Regions from separate parts of the Mus musculus genome. Here all the other regions are linked to region 3. The links are chromatin contacts, called in public Micro-C and promoter capture Hi-C maps. All regions are on one chromosome and are shown on one strand. The core of a region is the stretch at or near the end of the contact, and the rest is flanking DNA. Distances in the headings are between cores, read along the strand shown. Region 1 holds the start of Mybl1 (myeloblastosis oncogene-like 1). Region 2 holds the start of Prex2 (phosphatidylinositol-3,4,5-trisphosphate-dependent Rac exchange factor 2). Region 3 holds the start of Arfgef1 (ADP-ribosylation factor guanine nucleotide-exchange factor 1(brefeldin A-inhibited)).

Region 1 (4,102 bases), core at 1,068-3,567, 530 kb before region 3:
AAATACATACTGTTAATAGATATCCTAATAAGAAATAGCTGTAAATTGTATCACTAAAATCCCCATTAAATTCTAAAACTATTTTAAGTCACAAAACTACATAACCTTTTCTATATGCAAATCTTAGTGAAAAACTCTGCAGCCATTAGAAAGCTAAAAAGAACCAACATTGTTCAGTTGTTTTATATTTAGGGTAAACATTTTCTGCTTTTAGGTGTTTTTTTCCCCCAAATAACATAGAGAAAGTCTACTATATTTATGCCCATATCCTTATGCAAGATATTGCATTCACCTCAGTGTTTGTATGCTGAAGACCTTTGTTTCTCTATTATATATTGAATTCATATCTACTAAGATTCTCAGCCAAAGAAGAAAGCCCAATGAATAAGGTATTTCATCCTCAAACATTTCATTATCTTCTAATACAGGAATCATATTTAAATATATAAGAAATTTAACAGCACCTGGAACTCACTGAAGAAAACCCAAAGAAACAGACCAGAGATGGTGATCTCTCATCACACCCTCTATCTACATACTTCCAGAGAAGTGTTTCACTGCAGCACAATTACTCCAGAACTATAACTTTTTACATCATTTTTTACATCATTCTATATTGTCTCAATTAACTTACACATCATTTAAAAGCATTGTTAGACTTCAAAACTCAAAAAGCCTAAAGCAGTACTCCAGCAATCTTATCTTTAAATCTGCATCTTTTATGAAGATGGGAATGTTATGTCTTTGAAGTTGTAGATCAGCAGTTCTTACCTGCATGGTCCAGATTCCATCCCCCCAGAGATATGTGGCACCATCTGTAAACAGTTTTGGTTGTCCTGACTGTAGGAAAAAGGGCTACTGTCTTCTACTGAGTAAAGGTAAAGGTGCTGCTAAAAACCCCTACAACTACCTCATCCAAAATGATAAAAGACCAAGGTAGTGTGCCTGTGGGTGTATGCGTATATGCACACTTGTTCCACTTCAATGTTCAATCTATTCTGCAGCCACTTTATATAAAGTAATTATGTCATAATTAAATTTATGTTGATATCTGCAGAACCAACCTACATATAGAAGAATATATGAATAAAGCCAAGTATTTTATGCGTAGTTATTTTAAATCAAACTCTGCAATGAATGACTCTCAGTACTAAATTTCAGCTCAGGGAATATGACTCTTAGATTTTGAAGCTGTGTATCTAGATAAATGGAAATTCTGAGAAATACTTTTCAGGTTTCCTTAATACTGAAAATCGAGACACTAGATTTTTTTGTCATCTGATTATGCCACACAATTTAGGAGTAGCTATTACAATAGCATAAAATAAAAGTTAGGTGCATAAAGACATCCTAGCACATCTTTCTACAACAACAACATTGTGTCCTACTTGTTACAATGCCGATACAATCAGAATCAAACATGAATACTTGAGATACAAAGTAACTAAGACACATTGGTTTAGGATCAAGTTTACTCGATAGTAACAACGTAACAATGTCCTCAGAAGATACTAAGAAAAAGAAAAGCTCAGAAGAGCAGTGCGCACAAGGGAGATTTAGCGAATTCCCTTCTCAAGATTTCCCAGAACCGTGCCCGCCCAGGTTTGTCAAGGAGATCTGTTTTGATTTGGCACGATTAAGTCAGAGGAGAGAACCCCATTTCAAGTCATCCAGGCAAACACAACCGCTTCCCCTGGCGTGGCGTATCCCCTGACAGTGGGCAAACTTACCTGGCAAGAAACCTCCCTGAAAGTGGCTGTGAGAAGTTAGAAGTCTGGGCGTGAGCTGTGGGAGAATCCGTCAATGCAGCAACCTGAGCATTTGTTAGAGAGAGTCCTACACACAGTCGTCTAATAATGATGGAGTCTAATAATGATAGATGCTCTCAGGCCAGCGCGGCCGAAGCGGGTGTGGGACACCCACCGAACAGGAAAACCTATGCCCCCCAGGCTCGAGAGGGCCTAAGTGGGGACCAGCAGGAAAGGACAGAGAGCAAGAGTCGAGACAGGGCCGCTAGGCCGGGTCCGAGGGGATGGCACCCACCTGCGCGACCTCTTCGCCATCCTTCAAGTACCGCATAGGCGCGGGCTGGGCGGGGACGCGGGGTCAGCCTCCTCCAGCCTGGGGCCAATGCTCCCTCTCCGAGACCCACCCGCCGCTTCCCCAACTCCTTCCCTCAGGTGACCGAGAGCGGAAAGCAGGCCCGGTCAGGTCAGGGCCAGGCGGGACTGAGGGACAGAGGGGCGGACCAAGACCCACTGCTCCTAGCCGCGGCCGGGCCCGGCCAGGGATGCCCTGGACATGTCAGGAGGCGTGCTCCCGCCCGCCGCCGCCCCGCCCGCCGCCGCCGCCTCCGCCTCAGAGCTGCCGGCCCTGCGCCGCTCCGTCACGGGCGCCGACCCCCGCCCTCTCCCCGCAGCGAGCAGCACTGCAGCACTCGCAGCCTCCTGCAGGGTTTTGTCCGCACCGCCGAATCTCGCGCCCAGCCTCCCTCAAGAGCCGCCGTTTGAATCTGCGCACGCGGCCCCGAACCTCATTGGCTGGGGCGGCCGCGCGCAGGGGGGCGGGGGCGGGGCGGCGAGGGCGCGCGCGGCAGAGGGCGGGGCCGGCGGGGCTAGAAGCCAGGATTGGAACTCGCGGGAGTCCCGGAGCGCCGTGGAGCCGGGGGAGGGGCGGGGCGGGATGGGGGAGGCGCGAGGCCGGTTCACGGGCCGAGGTGACAGGACACGGAACGCGGGGTGAGCCACCCAGTGGGGCGCGGAGATTGCTGGGAAGGCGAGTTTCTGCGCCCCGGGTGTGTGCCGGAAGAGGCGCCGGGGCCGATCCAGCCGCCGCCACCTCCGGAGGGGTGCGGAGCGTGCCTCTGGGGCGGGGACAGTCGGGGTCCTGGGCAGGGGAGGACCTCGCGGGCGCTAGTTCGCGCTGTGAGTCTCGCCACTTAAGGGCGCGGTCATCTACTTAACCTTCTAGCCAGGAAACTTGCGCGGCCGTTATTTTCTTAAGCATGTGTGAGTTAGTTCTGCGCCGAAAGGACAAGGAAACTGGCCAAGACCCTGTTGTTGTGTCTTTTGTTTTCCCCAGAGATGAATAAAAGTGTGATAAGTGGGGAGTTGTTATCTCGAGGCTTGCGTGGAACGGGAAAAGGTTGATAGTGCTCCAGAAGCTCAACCTCGTACTCCGTCTACAAAGGGGGCGGGATGCTCTTCGCGGGGAACCCAGAGTCCCGGAGGTGCGCCTGAAAGCTGGAGTAACTGAAATCTTGCATAGGGGAAGGGGCCTCTTACAGTTGCAACTTCTCAACAGTTACACGGTTAAAGAAGCATACAAGGAGATTATTAACTACAGTAGCGATTAGACACGGCGAAGAGCCCAAATTTGCAAGACACCATGCTCTACTGCATAGAGTGATGAACCACAGATCAATGTTGTTACAAACTGACATTTTTTGCTATTTTGAAACTGTACGCATCGTCTTTTGCAAATCAGAGATACAGGTGCAAATACAAATCAAGATGAGCTTGCAATTCAAAACAACCAGGTAGATACACACTCGCTTTTAAAAAAAAAATAACTTCCTTTTTCTCAAGATATATTTTGGGAAGGAAAAGCACTTTTAAATTATTTTCTGAGTTCCATAGTAGCTTCTAAAGAGAGAGACTAATTTAGAAATTAATATTTTTGAGACAAGGTGTTGTTATGTACCCCAGGCTGATCTTGAACTCAGTATAGAGCCCAGACTTTCTTCATGATCTACCTTAGCTTCACCAGGGCTACATGATGGAATGCTCCTCCTAGTCTTCAAATGTCATTTGGAAGCATATTTACTCTTGGGTATGCATTGTTCCATTTTTATTCTAACAGGAAGCAAAACTGATATTCTTAGGTTATGATCAGCTTTATACAAACAACCGTTTTAGAACTTGAAGGTAAGTGCATCAGATTTTTAAGTAAAATTTATTCTCATTGTTTTATATAGGGAAACGTCCTCCCAAAGATAGTATTACAGAATACTTTGAGACAAGGTGGTGTTATGTACTCAAGGCTGACCAGATCTCCAGAGCGCCTACAGCAGATGATGGCAGATAAAGAAGAACACTTGAAG
Region 2 (3,753 bases), core at 1,254-3,753, 760 kb after region 3:
TTCTCCCCCCACCCCCCATCGCTTTTTTATTGGAGGCTTTAACCTCATTAGTATTTCAAGGAAAAAAAAAAAAAACCCTGGCTCTTGTCCATCATCTTGCTTGTTGCCTTCCTTTTCCTGGCAGGCACAGCCTGAGGTTTCAATAGAGGAAGTGGGAAGGGACACAACACATTCAGAGCCTGTGAAAGACCTTATTTACCATCAAAGTGAAAGTTTCCAGATATTCTAGGCCTGTTTTCTTATGCTCTTAAGTCTTTGATGAGAAGTTACGGACTTCAGCCAGGGCTGCAGAGGTCTCTGTGAGAGTCCTCTCTTAGAGAGGACTTGGCAGAGTGAGCTACAAGGTGTCCTGGAGTTGTTCATTAATTACAAATGATACTGAGGCAAAGATGGAGGAGGAGAAAAGAGGGCAGAGACCACAAACAGCATAATAATTTCTCCATGGACACTTCTGAGAGAAATAAGAATTTCACACAATTAAAATGAATATCTTTCTGATAGCTTCCACTTGCTTTTTTCTTCCCAAAACAATTATTGAAGTGTGTCTTTTAATGGAATTATTTAAGTACCTGACTCTGTCCCTAACTCAATTGTAAGTCTTTAGAGGGTGGACTTCAAATGTTAGGGAGTCTAAGAATCTGAGGACCCTGTTGAAAGAATATAGGGTATAATGTTTGAGATAATTAAAGAAAAAAATCATGGAGGGTAGGGGAAGGGATATTCGTTTTGAGGAGACCTCCAGTAACTGCAGTGCAGTGACCTATGACCTGTGTTCTGAAATATTTTCCTAGCACTCATGGTCTACATGATCCTCGGATCCTAGCACTTCATGGTTTTCATACTGGTCTCCCAGGCATCTTGTAGAACACAGCCAAAGTTTCTGGATAGGTAAAGCCTCAATGATGACTAAGACTCAAGTACGTTTTTCTTCAAGTGTAAGATGCTTGCTCTAGAGGTCTATACATAGACAAAATGGCTTGATAGAAATGTGGCTTTCTAACTGGGAACAAATGGCAAGAGAAAACATTCTATTTCATTCAGAGCACTAGATGGAACTCTGTCTTGTTTATATCATTTTTTTCTCTTGGGGGCAAAAAGTGCATTCATTCACTACTACCTGTGGAACACAGAGAGGTTGATTCCCACTAGCTGTTGGGTGTATTTCCTCTGCTTTCTGGTTTCTTTTGTTTATTGTTTACCAGGCTCTGTGAGGTCTGTCTTTTGCGTCCTTTGTTCTTCTGCTATTGTGTGAAGCTGTCCACACTATTTGCCCTTTGCTCCTGGCTGCCTCTAAATAGCCAGATGCAAGGGAAACAGAAAAGCTACCTTTCCCATCAGCGTCATTCATATTATTCAAATATTGAATCTTTAATATGAGAAGAAGGTACGAGATTCCTTTTTGTTTCATGGAAGTCACAATCATATTTTGAAAAGACTTATGGGAAACTGGAGATAACTTTAGTGTAAATAACGAGGGAAACATCTTTAGTTTATCTCAGGTTGCTGAATCTTGGAACAAGTTTGGCCGCCTCTTCCTTGCCTCAGGAGTGCGACTTCCATTTATTTAAATGTCATTAGCTGTACACTATGTAAAGTAGAAAAAATGGCTCTGAAAGTATGTGTTGATAATATCTAGATGGAAATGCAAATGGATCACTTGGTTTGTTAGATTTATAGGTTTTGGTTCTGGTCCCAAGGGAGAATTCAATAAACTTAAACATTAAAATCAAATGCGTTGGCCATTCCATTTCAAAACTGAAGCATAACTAGCTTCTGTGTGTCCTCTGTCAATCAGCTATCATCCACCTGTCTTTCAGGTATCATCTGTCAATCACCTACTATGCATCCTCATCCAACATTTGTATCTTTTTAAAATTACAATTCTTGGAAACAGCTGAGAACAAATATTCTTGAATTTAAACTGATAGTGAAATACTACAGTGAGACTTAAAAAATTTAGATACACCCGGTGTTACAAAGTACTCAGCCAGGGTGATGCTTATTCTATGTGAATCAGTGCATAGGTAAGGGCTGCTACTTTGCTCTGATGTCCTCATTTATCACACTAATTGACATTTCAAGCTTTGACAGAGGTTGTCTGCCTGTGAAATAACATTGTTTGCTGTTTTTTTCTATAAACCGAACCTGTTTCGTAGTAGACGAAAACTCAAAATCAATGTGTTCCTTGTCAAACGCGGGAGGGTCAGTGGTGTGGTTGTTTTGTTCCCAAGCAGTTATGTAACCGCGGGGACTTGTTTCTTTGCTTTCAGACTTGGTGCAAAACACATTAAAGCTAAACAGTGGGCGGGATTCCCAAGAGCAGCCCTCACAAGTGTCCTTCTAGGTTTGGGAACCTCGGATTAGTTCCATCCTGTGTGTGTGTGTGTGTGTGTGTGTGTGTGTGTGTTTAGTTAGCTGGCAGGATACACTTCCCCAGGGTTGTGTTTCCTTTTTCCTGAGATTTGGCTAAGGGTAAAGGGTCGGAGTCACATGGATTGAAAGCATTTGATTGATGTCCAAGTCACCGCTGTGGCTGGAGCCGCCTCCCCTCGGGCTGGAGCCGCGTGAGGCCGGAGCAGCGGGCCGGGCTGGGTTCCCGCTCTCCGGGGACTGTCCCGTTCTGAGTCCAGCGCGTCCCGCGCGTCCCGCGCTCGCACCGCAGCCCGAGCACAGTCCTCTGCCCACACCCCGGCCTCCGGCCAGCATGTGAAGCTACGCGTTCCGGCTGGGACTCGGCAGAGGCGGCAACTTTGCTGGCGGCAGTGGCGGCAGTGGCGGCAGCAGGCGCGGGGCAGCGCACTTGCCCCCAGCTCCGCGCCCCGCCGGCCACCATGAGCGACGAAAGCGCCAGGGAAGTAGACAAGCAGCTTCGCCTGCGCGTGTGCGTGCTCAGCGAGCTGCAGAAGACCGAGCGCGACTACGTGGGCACGCTGGAGTTCCTGGTGTCGGTGAGTAGCCGGCCCCGCGCACGGCACCAAGTCTGGAGCATTGTCTGCGCCAGCACCCGGCATCCGTAAAGGTGACGCGGGGACCGCGGGGACTCGGGGGACAGACCTGTAGATGAACGGGTGCAGAGTGGCCAAGGCCTTGAAGAACTCGCGTGGGAGAAGTTAACCAGTGGCCATTCTGCCTGTTCCATCTGCGCTTAATTTTCTTTATCCATCTCCCAGGGCAAATTTCATTGTGTCATTTTCCTTATCCTCTTTCTTTCGGCTCATATTTTGTTTTGATTTTGTGTCTCAATTTGCTACCTTCAGGTACATGCAGTGTTTTAAAAGTCCTTGAATGTTGTGTAGCCGGAGTCGGTTATTAGATCAACAGCAGTGAAGTCCCTTTAGGTATAATCATTGAAACGTTGGATTCTGAGGGTGGAGGCGAAGGAGCAAGAGCAGCGGGGTCACCATCCCTGGCAGCTGTTGCATATTAAAGCCACATGTGTGCGCCTCCCTCACAGCTCTACAATCTTCTTTCTCCTGATTTAAATCTGCCCTCCACTTGGGTCCTAGTCTCCTGTGCACGCCGACCACTTGAAAATGGTATCATGAAACTCACCTCGAGTCGACAATTTCAGGGTTTCACAGACTGGGCAGGAGCTGTTTCCAGGTCCCAGTTTGACTCACTGGAATTCTGCCCCCAAATCATTTCATTCAGTCTCAGAGCAGAAGAGGAAAAACTGTGGGAAAATGAACTCCTGAGACATCACCTAAGGATGGAATTTTCCTCATTGCGGAAAATACAAAGAATTTACAGCCA
Region 3 (3,891 bases), core at 1,136-3,635:
ATGTAGAGCGGCAAGAATACCAGATGTATCTAGCAGAAGAACGCACTCACATTCACTGAGTCCACTACCCTTAACTGGACTGAGAAAGTCCAAGCACAGTAATACTGAACTGTAACAAAAGATGGACTTAAACCCCAGACTCTCATTTCGATGAGCTGCCAACATACTCATTTTAGTATTTGGAAAGAGAAAAAAAGTACATAAAAACCAGTTTACTTAAAACCTGTAAATGTGTATGCTTTAGCATACTGGAAATACTTTCTGGGTTTGGATATTTTTCAGTTGATAGAATGCTTGCCACTACAAATGAATCCCTGGGTTCCATCCTCTGCATTGCACCTCTAAAACAAGCCGTCATTTGTCTATAATCCCAGAATTCAAAATCAGAGACAGTGGTTTAGGAAAGTTCAAGTTGTCCTCAGCTACAAAGAAATATTAGGCCAGCCTGGGCTACTTGGAACCTGTCTGCATGCCCCCATGCCCCTTGCTTAAAAAAAAAAAAAAAAAAAAAAAAGGAAAAAAAATGGACACACATACTCTAACACAGCAAAGCTTAGTTCTTAAATACTAAAGCTTTAATTTGAATTTCATTTGTTTTTTTACCCTGCCAGGTTACTGAAAACCCTACAGCACACAATAATTTTAAAAGTTCTTAAAACCCTTCCTATCACTCCAATTAATAATGACTTCTTTCAGGACCCAAATATAAATTCAATTTTTGCAACTGTACAATAGTCTTCTCATTCACCTGGAAACGTGTTGTTAGTTACAATAACAAAATGGGAACTTATGACCAATGAAGGGCAAAGGAAGGAACTATTTAAGTCCACTATACTACTACATTAACAACAAAACACCACCAACAAAAAGGACCATTTTTTGGTGGATGTTAAACAAATCCAGTTGATGTTTTTCATATTACTAAGTATTGAGAAAAAAAGGAGGAAGGGCGGCTGTAACATTTGGAGTAAGTTAAATGGTAGTCTTAAGTCAAAACTTAAATGCAAAATTGTCTCTAACCTATCTGGACCCCTTACTTTAGCATAAAGTTAGTTTGTCCCCTTTCAAAAATGTTTTTCAAAAATCACTTTTAACCATTTTCATTTCTTGCAAAGTTGAGCTGCTCTGGTCCAGGGCTATAAACAAAAGGGTAAGCATCACAAATTTATCTGTGTTAAATGTTCTGGCTTCTCCCTTAACAATTCTCTTATTGATGGATGCACTAGACCTACCAAACCTACCGCAAACAAATCGTTATCTGCCTACAATGGTTTTATAGGTATTGTTTGGGATTTGCCCTGCTGTGGCTTCATTACACTAGACCTCTTCTGTCTGAACTATAAATCACAACTGAAGCTTGAGAACAGCTGCCACTGTCCAGACATGTGGCTGGTGGGTGTCATTGTCTTTCTCTTTTCTCTCATTTCACACACACCCCTTTCTGTGTTACCTAAAGTCAATTTATCTAAAGGTTCTTTCCTTCCACATTTCCACACAGACACGGCCACCGCCACCCCCTTAACCTCTAGTCTTGTTCTTCCAGGTCAGCCCAGTAGGTTACATTACTACTCTTTTTTCCTGTAGCTGGGGCAGAGAGATGGCAAACTCGAGGCACCTTTTGCAACCCCCTTTCTCGAGACTGTCAACGAGGGAACAACTTCAACCTTTCTTCCCAAAGTACCACGCCAAATCATAAAGTTATTGTAATTGCAATACGGAACCCTCCCCCACGCTCAGTCTCGTCAGATCGGCCCCACCTCAATTTCTAAGCTAATAAACAACAGCTCATCTTCTGCTCCATCACAAAGGATGACATTCTGTCCGCACCGCAGGGGCCACCAACAACCCTCCCCCCATCCCGTCCTGTGGACCACTCGAAGCCAGGTGCCTCGCGATCCGTAACCATCTCGAGTTCCAGGGGCCCCGGCTGGCCGCCTATCCTCCTCCACTCAGCCGGTGCCCCGCGTCCAGCCGAGTTGCTGTCAACTCCAGTCGGGCGGCCAGCAGGGCTCCCCGGACGAGCCGCCCGCCACGCCGCCCACCTCTCGCGGCCGGCACCCCGCGCCGCGGCCTCCTCCGGGCTCACCTAGGGCCACCTCGCACGCTTTGCGCAGCTGGGAGTGATGCGCCTTCTTCACTTCCTTGTCGGCCAGAATCTTCTCCAGGGCCCGGGTCAGGAACATGTTCTTCGTCTTCTTGCCCTCATACATGGACGCGGAGGAGGCGGCGGCGGCGGCGGTCCCGGCGGCTGGAGGGAAGGCGGAGGAGGGGGACGGGGACCGGGATGAGGACGGGGAGGGAGAAAGGCGAGGAGGTGGCGGTGGGGGCGAGGAGGCGTGGAGGGCAGCGGCGGCACCAGGAAGCGGCCGGCGACGCGGAGCGGCCGCGGGGCCGCCAAGGGCGTCGAAAGCCTCGCCACGCTCGAGGGGCCGCCGTTCGAGGGCCGCGCCCGTCCGGCCTCGGCGCCGTCGGCCCGGGGGTCGCTTCCCGGCCGCCCGCCTCACTCGTCCCTACGGCCCGGCGGCGGCGGCACTCGGCCCGGGCGGCCGTCTTCCCGGGGCCGAGGGCCTAGGTGGCGGCGCCTCACACTGCCAGCAGGCGCGAGGCTGCCCTAGCTACCGTGGGGACCAGCATCCGCCGCAGCCGCCGACTGGCCTCCATCACCGCCGACCTGCCCCGGACGCCATGTTGAGAGGAAACGACGCGTCACGCAGCGGCCGAACGGCTGCGGAGAGGAAGCGGCGGCGGCGGCGGTGCCAGCGCCAGCCCAGAGCTGCCGCGGCGCCGAGAGGCAAGGGGCGGAGGGCGGCGCGGGAGGAGCGGCCGGAGCTGCAACTCTACGGCGGCCCGGCGGGGACTCGCCGCCTCCCGCGTTCGCCTGCAGGGCAGCGTGGGGCGTGGCGGGCGTCCTGCTGCGCGGCACGGCGTGGCGCGGGGCTTCTGCTCTTGCGGGCTACTGGGATGCGTGATCGGAGCACAGGGGCGCTCCCAAGGCCGGGACGACAGGACCCCTGCCTACCGTGCACGGGCTTCCCCAACTTTCTGGACAGCCGGTCGCCGGGGAGCAAAGTTCCTCGCGGTCCTAGGGCCACAGGAACACCCGCGTCGCTCCCTCAGGCGCACCTGGTTTCCGCCTGCCACACGGGGTCTAAATTTCCTTCTCAGGTGTAGGAAATTGCTATCCTTGACCGATACTTTCAATTACTTCAAGATGGATCTCTTTTGCAAAACGTAAGCTAAAAACCACTGGGCGAAGATTCAGGAATATTTTCACTTTTTAAATCTCTCAATAGGGTAAATCAGTAAACCCTAGGTTTCATGCCCTTTTCTGATTGACACTGAAGTTAAGGTGAGTGCTTCTGACTCAGGTACCGCACAGAGCCCTCCCGTTCTCTACCTTTAATCCGGAGTTTTCAGAATGGAAAAGCTTTAAGAACAGATACTCCTGACCATACTGTGCCTGCTTTAATGCCACAGAACTCAAATTTCCGCATTGCTTCTGAGAGAAAACGTTAAGAATCCCATGAAATAAATGCAGCCGGTTTACAGGGGGTTCCATGCTATTGCGTGTCTCCAGCAACATGGGATCCCGGTTAGGATACAGCTTTTGCTTTCTTTTCCTTAGAGTGTGTTAGCTGTGGATTTATATTAATGCAGCAATCAGAATCCAAAGGTGTGAACGCTGCAAAGTGACAAGACTTGAGACGTATGAAAAGCCAAAGGAAATAAAAATGGGAAATCTGAAGGTGACATACAATTAAAATGGACAGATACATCAAAATGTGGTTGTCCTGAGAAATCTACAAATCCATTACCTTCATCTTAAACACTAAAATCTTCGAAATTAGAGATTCATTTTGCTCCTACATCAAATATAATGTACATTCTGTT

Evidence for each region. Promoter capture Hi-C pulls out the DNA fragments that hold promoters and counts their contacts. A called contact is a pair of places that touch in the nucleus more often than the background predicts.
Region 1: a Micro-C map of embryonic stem cells shows a contact between it and region 3, with 8 times the contacts expected there. The contact joins the promoter of Mybl1 here to the promoter of Arfgef1 in region 3. A contact is called at or near these places in 5 of 39 promoter capture datasets (the 3T3-L1 cell line, the C10 cell line, the HPC-7 cell line and 2 more), 8 of 484 Hi-C or Micro-C datasets (CD4 T cells, CD8 T cells, embryonic stem cells and 3 more), 4 of 115 datasets of contacts at active chromatin or transcription factors (bone marrow-derived macrophages, effector CD8 T cells, memory CD8 T cells and 1 more) and 2 of 9 other capture datasets (adipose tissue and liver).
Region 2: a contact with region 3 is called in a promoter capture Hi-C map of hippocampal neurons, with 4 times the contacts expected there. The contact joins the promoter of Prex2 here to the promoter of Arfgef1 in region 3. A contact is called at or near these places in 2 of 39 promoter capture datasets (cranial neural crest and hippocampal neurons) and 2 of 115 datasets of contacts at active chromatin or transcription factors (astrocytes and stem cell-derived neural progenitor cells).

The regions. Positions count from the first base shown.
Region 1 is chr1:9,697,892-9,701,993 of GRCm38.p6, forward strand. Mybl1 (myeloblastosis oncogene-like 1) reads right to left here and starts at 2,318. Exons shown (of 15, transcript NM_001290397.1): 1 at 2,044-2,318. The coding sequence starts at 2,063.
Region 2 is chr1:10,990,962-10,994,714 of GRCm38.p6, forward strand. Prex2 (phosphatidylinositol-3,4,5-trisphosphate-dependent Rac exchange factor 2) reads left to right here and starts at 2,504. Exons shown (of 40, transcript NM_029525.1): 1 at 2,504-2,948. The coding sequence starts at 2,832.
Region 3 is chr1:10,230,285-10,234,175 of GRCm38.p6, forward strand. Arfgef1 (ADP-ribosylation factor guanine nucleotide-exchange factor 1(brefeldin A-inhibited)) reads right to left here and starts at 2,386. Exons shown (of 38, transcript NM_001102430.1): 1 at 2,087-2,386. The coding sequence starts at 2,210.